2 separate regions of the Canis lupus genome follow, and region 2 is linked to region 1. The links are chromatin contacts, called in public Hi-C maps. All regions are on one chromosome and are shown on one strand. Each heading gives the region's core, a stretch centred on a gene start, on an enhancer-like site or on the middle of the called end of the contact. The rest is flanking DNA. Distances are from core to core; before and after follow the strand shown.

Region 1 (3,999 bases), core at 975-3,474:
CTACATTCTTGTGTCTATTAGAGCATTATTTATAGTAGTCAAGGATATGAAAACAACCTAAGTGTCCATCAGTAGTTGAATGAAAAAATTATGACATATACTTTTTTATATAATTATAATATGATAATATATAATTTAGCCATAAAAGGGATAAAATTTTGTCATTTGCCACAACATAGGTGAATCTTGAGGGCATTATGCTAAATGACATAAGTCAGAGAAAAACAAATACCATATGATCTCTCTTACATGGGGAATCTTAAAAAAAAAAAAAAAATCCAGAGGGAATTCCTGTGCATTTTTGGCATATTCTGTGCCAGTTATGAAAATGAGCCCTCTAAAATGGGAGACAAGAATGCTCAGCAAATTCACATGAAGCATGAATCTCACTTATTAGTCTAACCTAATGAGAGTAATCAGGTATTATATCAATCAGCAATATTTACTCAATGTCTCCTCAAATGTCTGCGGTAACAGGAAAGCAATACTATAAGCTACCTATTTTGGACACTTAGATATCCAACAAATGCTTTTCATTGATTGATTATTATACAAATAGGAAGCTGATTACAAAAAAAAAAATCACCCACCAGTTCATCTGCAAACTGGGATTATGTGAAATGAGGTTCTTTCACAGTTGGTGTGCTCTTCTTTTAATTGCTTTTGTCAGGCTTGTGCTGAAATGAGCTTACATTTCTTAGTATGCACCAATTAATGCAACGGAGAACTGGCCAGGAAGTGTGCTGAGGGGAGAAGAGGAATTGAATTTGGGAATAGCATTTGTACAGCACTTGTCAGACAAAGTCCTTGTGCGTTGATGTATGGGCTATTTGGGAAGTCCTTCTCATGACACTGTTCCTTCTTTTGCCAACTTGACAATATCCAAGGGCAGAGGCAGCTGGGTTTTCACCCATGCAGAAAACTGTTTGGTTCACATTGTCATGGCACTTTGATTCCAACATTCAAATAAGGCTTTCATACGTTCTTTTTTTTTAAGCAGTTCTCCTAACAGGCAAATGAAAGCTGTGACATCACACATACACACAAAATGAGAAACAGAGGCTTTCAGAGGCTACCTGTCCACAGCCACATAGCTAAACATGATTATGCTGACTCATAAACCCAAGTCCAAAGGTGTGGGGCAAAGGACATAACCACTGGGGCCTCAAAGAGGAGCCCTCTCATCCAATTCTATTCTAATAATCCTTTTGTTCTTGATTGACTTGAGGATATCACCCAATTGATCACCTAAGACAGTCAAGGGACCCATTAGACACACAGACTGTAATAATTTTTCAAACAATGACTAGGGAAGTTAGTTGACCAAAGGATAGGAGAAGAAAAAAAATCCATCAATACTGCATTATGATAAAGACTAGATATTTACTTGTGGGCTCTCTCCTTCTACCTCTATCAAAGTGCCAACTTATAATGCCAACAGTAGCATATTTTATCCAATAAAGAAAATACTGTCTTATGACTTGAAGTATAAACTGAGGCTAAGAAATGATTTGGCCTATCATTCTTAAAGCAGACATATACATACATGGTAAATGTAACAGATATACCTGGTTTTATTTCACCCTCTAGGGCAAATGCCCTGATCCCTTTACTTCTAACTTATCATGTGAACATGAACGAGTAATTAAACTACTCTAGGTCTGAAATGTTTCACTCATAAAACACAGTGACTGGACTTCAAGTCTGAAGCAGCCCGGGAGAACGGAAAGAATTTTGGATACGGCTACGGTCAGACTAAATCTGAGACCCAGCATTTTGGTCAATGTCTGGCTGTGGATCTAAACTTCACCTCTTTCCTCATTTAGGTAAATGGAGATCCTCTCCCAGGGTTTGCCAAAAAAAAACAAACAAACAAAAAAACAAAAACAAAAACAAAAAAACACCTAAAATTAGCCAGTGAAGTGCCTGACCCACAGAAGTGCTCAATAAAGAAGAGCTGATGATAGTCACTCATTCATTCATCCCACAAACATTCACCGAAGCTCTGCTCCTGAAGGAGACAGGAGTCAACAAAATAGGCAACACTCCCCGCCTCACAGCTGGCGCTGTGGCAGCTCGGGAAGCCCTAACTGTACTACGGAATTAGGCGCCTTATGCTGCAGAAAGCTACCAAGTCCATTCTCAGCCTGTCTATGCAATCCAGACCAGGTCACGCCCCTGGGGCCTCATCCCAGGCTGCCCAGGTCCTCACCCACTTCAGGAGAAGACATGCAACCGAGCAAGACCTCTGTCGTCGCTCCAGGACAGTACACAGCGCAGAAGGCAGAGCTATGCCTGGGCCTCACCCATACCTCCCCTCTTTGCCCCTTCCCCCTTCCTCGGCCTGACCTGTTCCCCAGCCTGCACCAGAGCCTTCCAGAAACCTCCGTGATGGCCAAGTTTGCTGAGAGGCACCACCCGCTACTTCCCACCAGAGGTCGCCCTCCCACACGAGCCCAAGCAAACAGAGCCTGGCTCTGCCTTCTCGGCAGCAGTGACATTATTTTCTTTCTCTATTTTTATCTATTAAAAAGATTTCTTCACAGCCATAACTTAGATCTCTACACTAAAATGGAGCAACAGGAAGATATAATGGTGCATTTCATTTATGAATGACCTATAATAAATTACTCTGAAGTGTCCCGAGTGCCAGAAGACAGAACGCTTTGTCTGCCCATGGACTGCATTTCACATACTTTAATTTAGCTGACACATAAAACTCATTTGACATTTCGCAGGTATTTGTGGGGGGCGGGGGGGTGGGGGGAGGCTTGTGCGGGCCGGGCCCAGGCGGGGCAGGGGGGGAGCAGAGGCAGCGGGCAGGGCCAAGGATATCTGGTTCTTGTTCAGGGTTAAGGTATGGAGCCTGGGTAACCCTGGCAACACGAGGTCGTTCCCCAGCAGATTGTTGTCCAGGATGAGTTCCTCCAGGCTCCCGAACGCGCTCAGTCCTTCCAGTGACCTGCAATGACAAAGGCAACAGGAAAAATGATCCTGCACTAAATCAGGGAGGCCATTATGAGCCGAAATAAATATTTTAACCTTCCCTTTCAGGACTGGGAATAGTTTGGGCTTGGTGCCTGTCAGCAAAGTGAATGACAAGAATTAGTGGCGGGAGCCCGGTGGGGGCGGCGGGGGAAGGGGCCGCTGGCACTCCCCGCATCCTTCACGCGTTGCCAACATGAAGGATGAGGGTCACTTAGTGAGTAGCCAGGATCCAAAACAAAGGGCTTCAGATACGGCCTGCAGGATAAATTTGTCAATGTCTTGTGCCTTCAGGCACCCAGCCTCGGCTGACCCTAACCTCCATTCCCAAGATAAATAACTCTGTCACAGTTCACCTTCATTCCCTGGACACAAATTTAAGTTGTCATCCATCATTCCTGCCCAGAAATATCATACCCCTCTTACAATAATAAATATAACTTCAAGTATCATTTCTTAGCGGTTCTCCTCTGCACAGTCCAGGAAAAGGCGAGGCAGCCTTCCTTTCTCCCTCTTTGCTGCCGTTGACTTCTCGCTCCCCCCCCACACACACACACACACTCTGCTTTTTTCTTTTCTTTTTTCTTTTCTTTTTTTTTTTTCTTTACTAATCACTTAATTTGCGTCTGCCCAGTGTCCCTGTGGCTGCCCCCAAAGGCCAGGCATCTGCAGGAGCACATGATCACTCCAGTCGGGAGAGGGCTGCTTCTTTCTCTTTCCTGATTTCTTTTTCTTTTCTGTTTTTGTTTTGGTGGAGGGGAGGGGGGCGTGGCTTCAGGAAGGAGTTGGGGGGGGGGGATTTCTGTTTCAAGGTTTCCTGGCATGAAGTTAGGGTTTTAATTTATGGAAAGTGGATTTCTCACTTTATTTTTGAAAGAAGCGTGGAATGCAGCAATGTAGATGTCAAGGCAGTAAATAATCAAGCATCTGAAAGAATTAAGTACCCGGCTCAGGGAAGAAGAAGAAGAAGAAGAAGAAGAAGGAGGAGGAGGAGGAAAAAAAAAAAAAGTACCA
Region 2 (3,999 bases), core at 632-3,131, 440 kb before region 1:
GGAGTCCAGCAAAGACCCCTGGGTTCCCCAATCTCCCAGATGGCCTTGTACTTCCAGTTGCATTTCTGCTGTCTATTTATTAAGGAGAGGTGGGAGTAGACCTGCATTTAAATCCAGCTCTGACCCTAATGGTTATGGGACCATGCACATGTCCCTCTTCCTTACTGGGCTGCATTCCCCATTTGCAAAATGAAGGCAAGGGGGCCAGATGATCTTGGAAGTTCATTCTAGCTCTGAAATAAGTGATTTAGTGTTTTCAAATGCTTCCCTTATGAAGACAGGGATGTCAGATCCAATGCTGACTGATGGAGAAGACAAATCCAATGGTCAGTTAATCAAAAATTTGATTTCAACTAAGTTAGTTCTTGAAATCCATCCAGCCAACATTCCCATAATACATAGAAGAGGAGTTCTGCTGGACCTCAAAATCCCCAAGGAAAAGTTCTACTACAGTTTGTTCAACCTGTATTTCACACTCAGAGCTGGGAAGGACGTCCCGCAAACTAGCCCATGTCCCATTAGCTTTGATAGGAGCTCATTAACTTAGTAACTTCTGACTCAACAAAGCTCAACTCCAAATATCAGAGTAAGTGGTTGTCCACTTGTATCTTAGTTGTTAAACAATAATGATCTAGACACACACAAACATACAAATACAAAAACTTATTTGATAATGGGGGACAGGTTGGACCAATCAATTCAAATTTGTTAAATAAAATAAAAAGTATCAACTCTATGATCATTATTAATATTAGTTTTGGTAATCACCATTTAAAATGCTATTATCACAAATGTAAGTACAGCTGTGTAATGACAAACAGATTTTGATCTGTTTGTGATCACTAGGAGCTTACAATTAGGCAGCACTACAGCACAGGCAAGGGACAGAGGTTCTTGCAGAACTCCTATTTTCCAATCTGTACAAATAAAGGAACTAGACTGTTCATGGCCTCTGCGGCGGGGGGCGGGAGGGGGGGAGTGATGACAGTGTTGTAAAGAGGTGGATCCAGGGACAGAGAAACAGTATCTTGAGAGTCATTCTGGTCGACTGCAGAAGATTCTAGAACTATGCTTCCAAGTGACACTATATATACCTGTGAATATGCCACCTCTACAATACTCCTTCCTCCCCAATCTCTAATGCCCAGGCGCTGAAACAGTGCAGAGAAGGTGTTCAATAAATACTTGTTGAATGGATAAATTAGCACTGCTGAAATTATTATCTATACACAATTTGAACAGAATCCACAAAGTCAGGAATTTCAATTCCTGAACGCTCATACCTTCACCTCTGCTAAGCCTACATGTCTGAAACATCTTAAGACTATGTACACATTGAGTATGTGCCTTCTTCAAGAAGGGGGCAAAATAACAGAAGGCAACAGTCTCAATTCCTGAGCACCAGGGTTGTTTTTATGCTGAACACTCTCCTCCCACAGAAACAAAGCAATCACAATATCTGGCTGGAAAGAGAGAAGTGAAGTGAATGTTATCATCCAGTCTTAAGAGCTGTAAACATCATACACGGGGAAGGACATTCCCCCAGAAAGCACATTTGTGGGTCTTTGTTACATGTGGGCCGCGAGTAAACTGGGAGCTGGAAGGGAATAAACGCCCACGTTTTATGATCTTGAGAAGTGGCTGGAGCAAACCTCGAGGTCAGCCTGTGTGACGTGCTATCAGCTCTGCTGTGGGTATGACCCTGGGTTGAGCAGAGCTTGCAGGATTACAGGCCCCAGCACAACATCCTCCTTCAGTCAGCTACTTACATACTAAGGCCAAATGAAAAGAAGAGAGATTTTAAAAGGTCTCAAGGGAAGGGGTCACTTAGGAGCTGTTTGTGTGGAAGGAGGACAAAGTCCATCCTCCCTGCCTTGCAGATCTTCCCTTTGTCTGCGGCCCCTGGGAGGAGCCTCAGGCTGGGAAGGAAAGGGGGAAGGCTCCACCCAGCAGAGGGTAGAGGAGTCAGAGAAGGACTTGGAGATACCGTTAACAAAACTTTACAGGTTTTGCACTAAATTTAATCTTTGTACTGGCATTTCCTTTTTCTTTTCTGTACTACTCCAAACTGTCCTTCATGTTGAAATTGTTTTAATACTTGGGCTCAATATTTCATTATTTTGTTCATCTGTGCTCAGGGGCGAGAGAAGCTTCTTAAACTAAGCTGAGGGACCCTGGAGAAGTCATGACACTAACTGTACCTCCTGAAAATCTCCAGGGTGGAGTGCACCACCTGGCAATATGTGTAAGACGATCAATTAAATGTGGAAAGAAAAAAAAAAAAAAAAAACAGAGAGAAGTCAAAGAAGAGAGTGAGAGGCTTCCTTCCCAAACTAGCTAAGTGTGATTTTAGGCAAGGGTCTTGGATTATAATCTGCTTCTTGGGTTGGAATCAGATGCCATGGTTGTGCGATGCTTGCTAAACCCCCAAACACCTGTAAGGGCCCTCGCTGCCTCCTGCATCGACTCGGGGCACAGGGTCCTTGCTGAGTGCTGCAGCCACCCCTCCAACAGAGCTGTGTGGGGGACGTCTCCTAGCCTCACAAGTGAGCACACTCCTGACCTCTTCTCCTTTATTACACAAACATCCCCACGAGCCGTGGGAGTAGGGTGCCCTGCTATGCTGCCCCTGATACACTGCGACGGAGACGTTGGAATTCTCCCATTTTGACCACAAGGATGCTTTGGCTTCATGCTTATGAATATAATAAACATGCAGACGAGCCTGGTGTTTTTTTCTCTGAGAAAGCACTAATTATTCAGAGCGAACTCCATTTAGCCAATTTAATGCCTTAATTGTTAAATGCAAAGTGAAACTATATGCTACTTTTGACATTTCACTTCTCTTTTATCGAGTTTATTTTCAATGGAAGCAGTTCTTTTTCCGTGTATTTTTTACATCAAGCAAAATTCTCCAGCTTTCGCCCGATATCAAAGTTTACCCGGTATGGCTTCTAAATCTGAGAGTCATCAATTTCCACAAAGTCACATTACCGTGAGCAAAGTTTTGCAGATCTGAATTGGGACAGGAAGACTTGTGCCTTCTGTTAAAGTTTAGTCAACTCACTTTATTGTGTGTGGTTTTGGCTCATTTCAGTTTTATTTTGTTTTCCCTATTTCCACCAAGGCTAATTTCTCCCCATGAATATGTACAGTTTTCAATCTACCAACAAGATATAAATCTTGGTCAGTTTTCTTTCCTTTCTTTTCTTTTCTTTTCCTTTCTTTTCTTTTTTTTTTTTTTTTTGATCCATAATAAATTATGTTATGTGCAGCTTTAGCTGCTCTCAGTTTTATTTTGGATTGGCTCTTTCTACTTGCAATGCTTGTTATATGTTAAAGTAAATGATAGTTTTTATTCATTTCTTAGCACAAACAGTGTGCAGGACAAAGATCAATACGTTGGATGCACGAGAGAACCCGAAAGGTGGGGTTATATGATGTGCTGCTTTCTACCAAGCATTGGTCAACAGTATAAACCACAGTGTGGGCCACACAATCCAAGGGTTAGGATGCATCTACACCCCAAAAGAAAGCTGACCCCAAGTATCCGGCCACCTAGCCCTTCGAGAAGAGGGCACCTGGCCCCAGTGCTCAGTCCTGTCTGGGAGGCCTCCTGGAAGGTTAAACGTTGCACTGAGAGAGGACACATTGCATAGCCTGCTTACCACACAGAGGCTGGGCCTTGTCAAGCCTCACCTGCGTGTTTGCAGGGAAGAAAAAGCCAGGGAGGGAAACCAGTCAGCAGAGAAAGGATCTTGGCACTGCAGGTGGTAGGAATGCAAGGCTGAGACGCCAGCCTCCCGGCCTGGGGGAGGCTGCACAAACCATCATGTGACCGGGCAGACAGGTTGATGGGTGACAAGCCAGAGCCTGTGGAAAATGTGCTCTGGGCTCCCGGGGCAGCTGAAAATGAAGCTTGTCATTTTAGAAGAAAGGAAGGAAGTAGGAAAGGAGGAGAAAAAGGCAGGACCCATTCTTCCCTCACAGAATCTGTTT

The links. Hi-C and Micro-C count contacts between places; a contact is called where the count stands out from the background.
Region 2: a Hi-C map of skin fibroblasts shows a contact between it and region 1, with 5 times the contacts expected there. The contact joins two enhancer-like sites. A contact is called at or near these places in 2 of 9 Hi-C or Micro-C datasets (amygdala and skin fibroblasts).

What each region holds. Positions count from the first base shown.
Region 1 is chr4:26,910,101-26,914,099 of UU_Cfam_GSD_1.0, reverse strand. LRMDA (leucine-rich melanocyte differentiation-associated protein) reads right to left here. Exons shown (of 7, transcript XM_038534451.1): 3 at 2,836-2,962. Among named protein-coding and RNA genes, the nearest start is that of LRMDA, 570 kb to the right of the region's middle. Within about 2 kb of position 2,224, at least 3 of the 20 cell types and tissues checked have an H3K27ac peak or open chromatin away from gene starts, as enhancers often do.
Region 2 is chr4:27,351,558-27,355,556 of UU_Cfam_GSD_1.0, reverse strand. All of the region lies in intron 6 of LRMDA (leucine-rich melanocyte differentiation-associated protein), which reads right to left. Among named protein-coding and RNA genes, the nearest start is that of KCNMA1, 930 kb to the left of the region's middle. Within about 2 kb of position 1,881, at least 3 of the 20 cell types and tissues checked have an H3K27ac peak or open chromatin away from gene starts, as enhancers often do.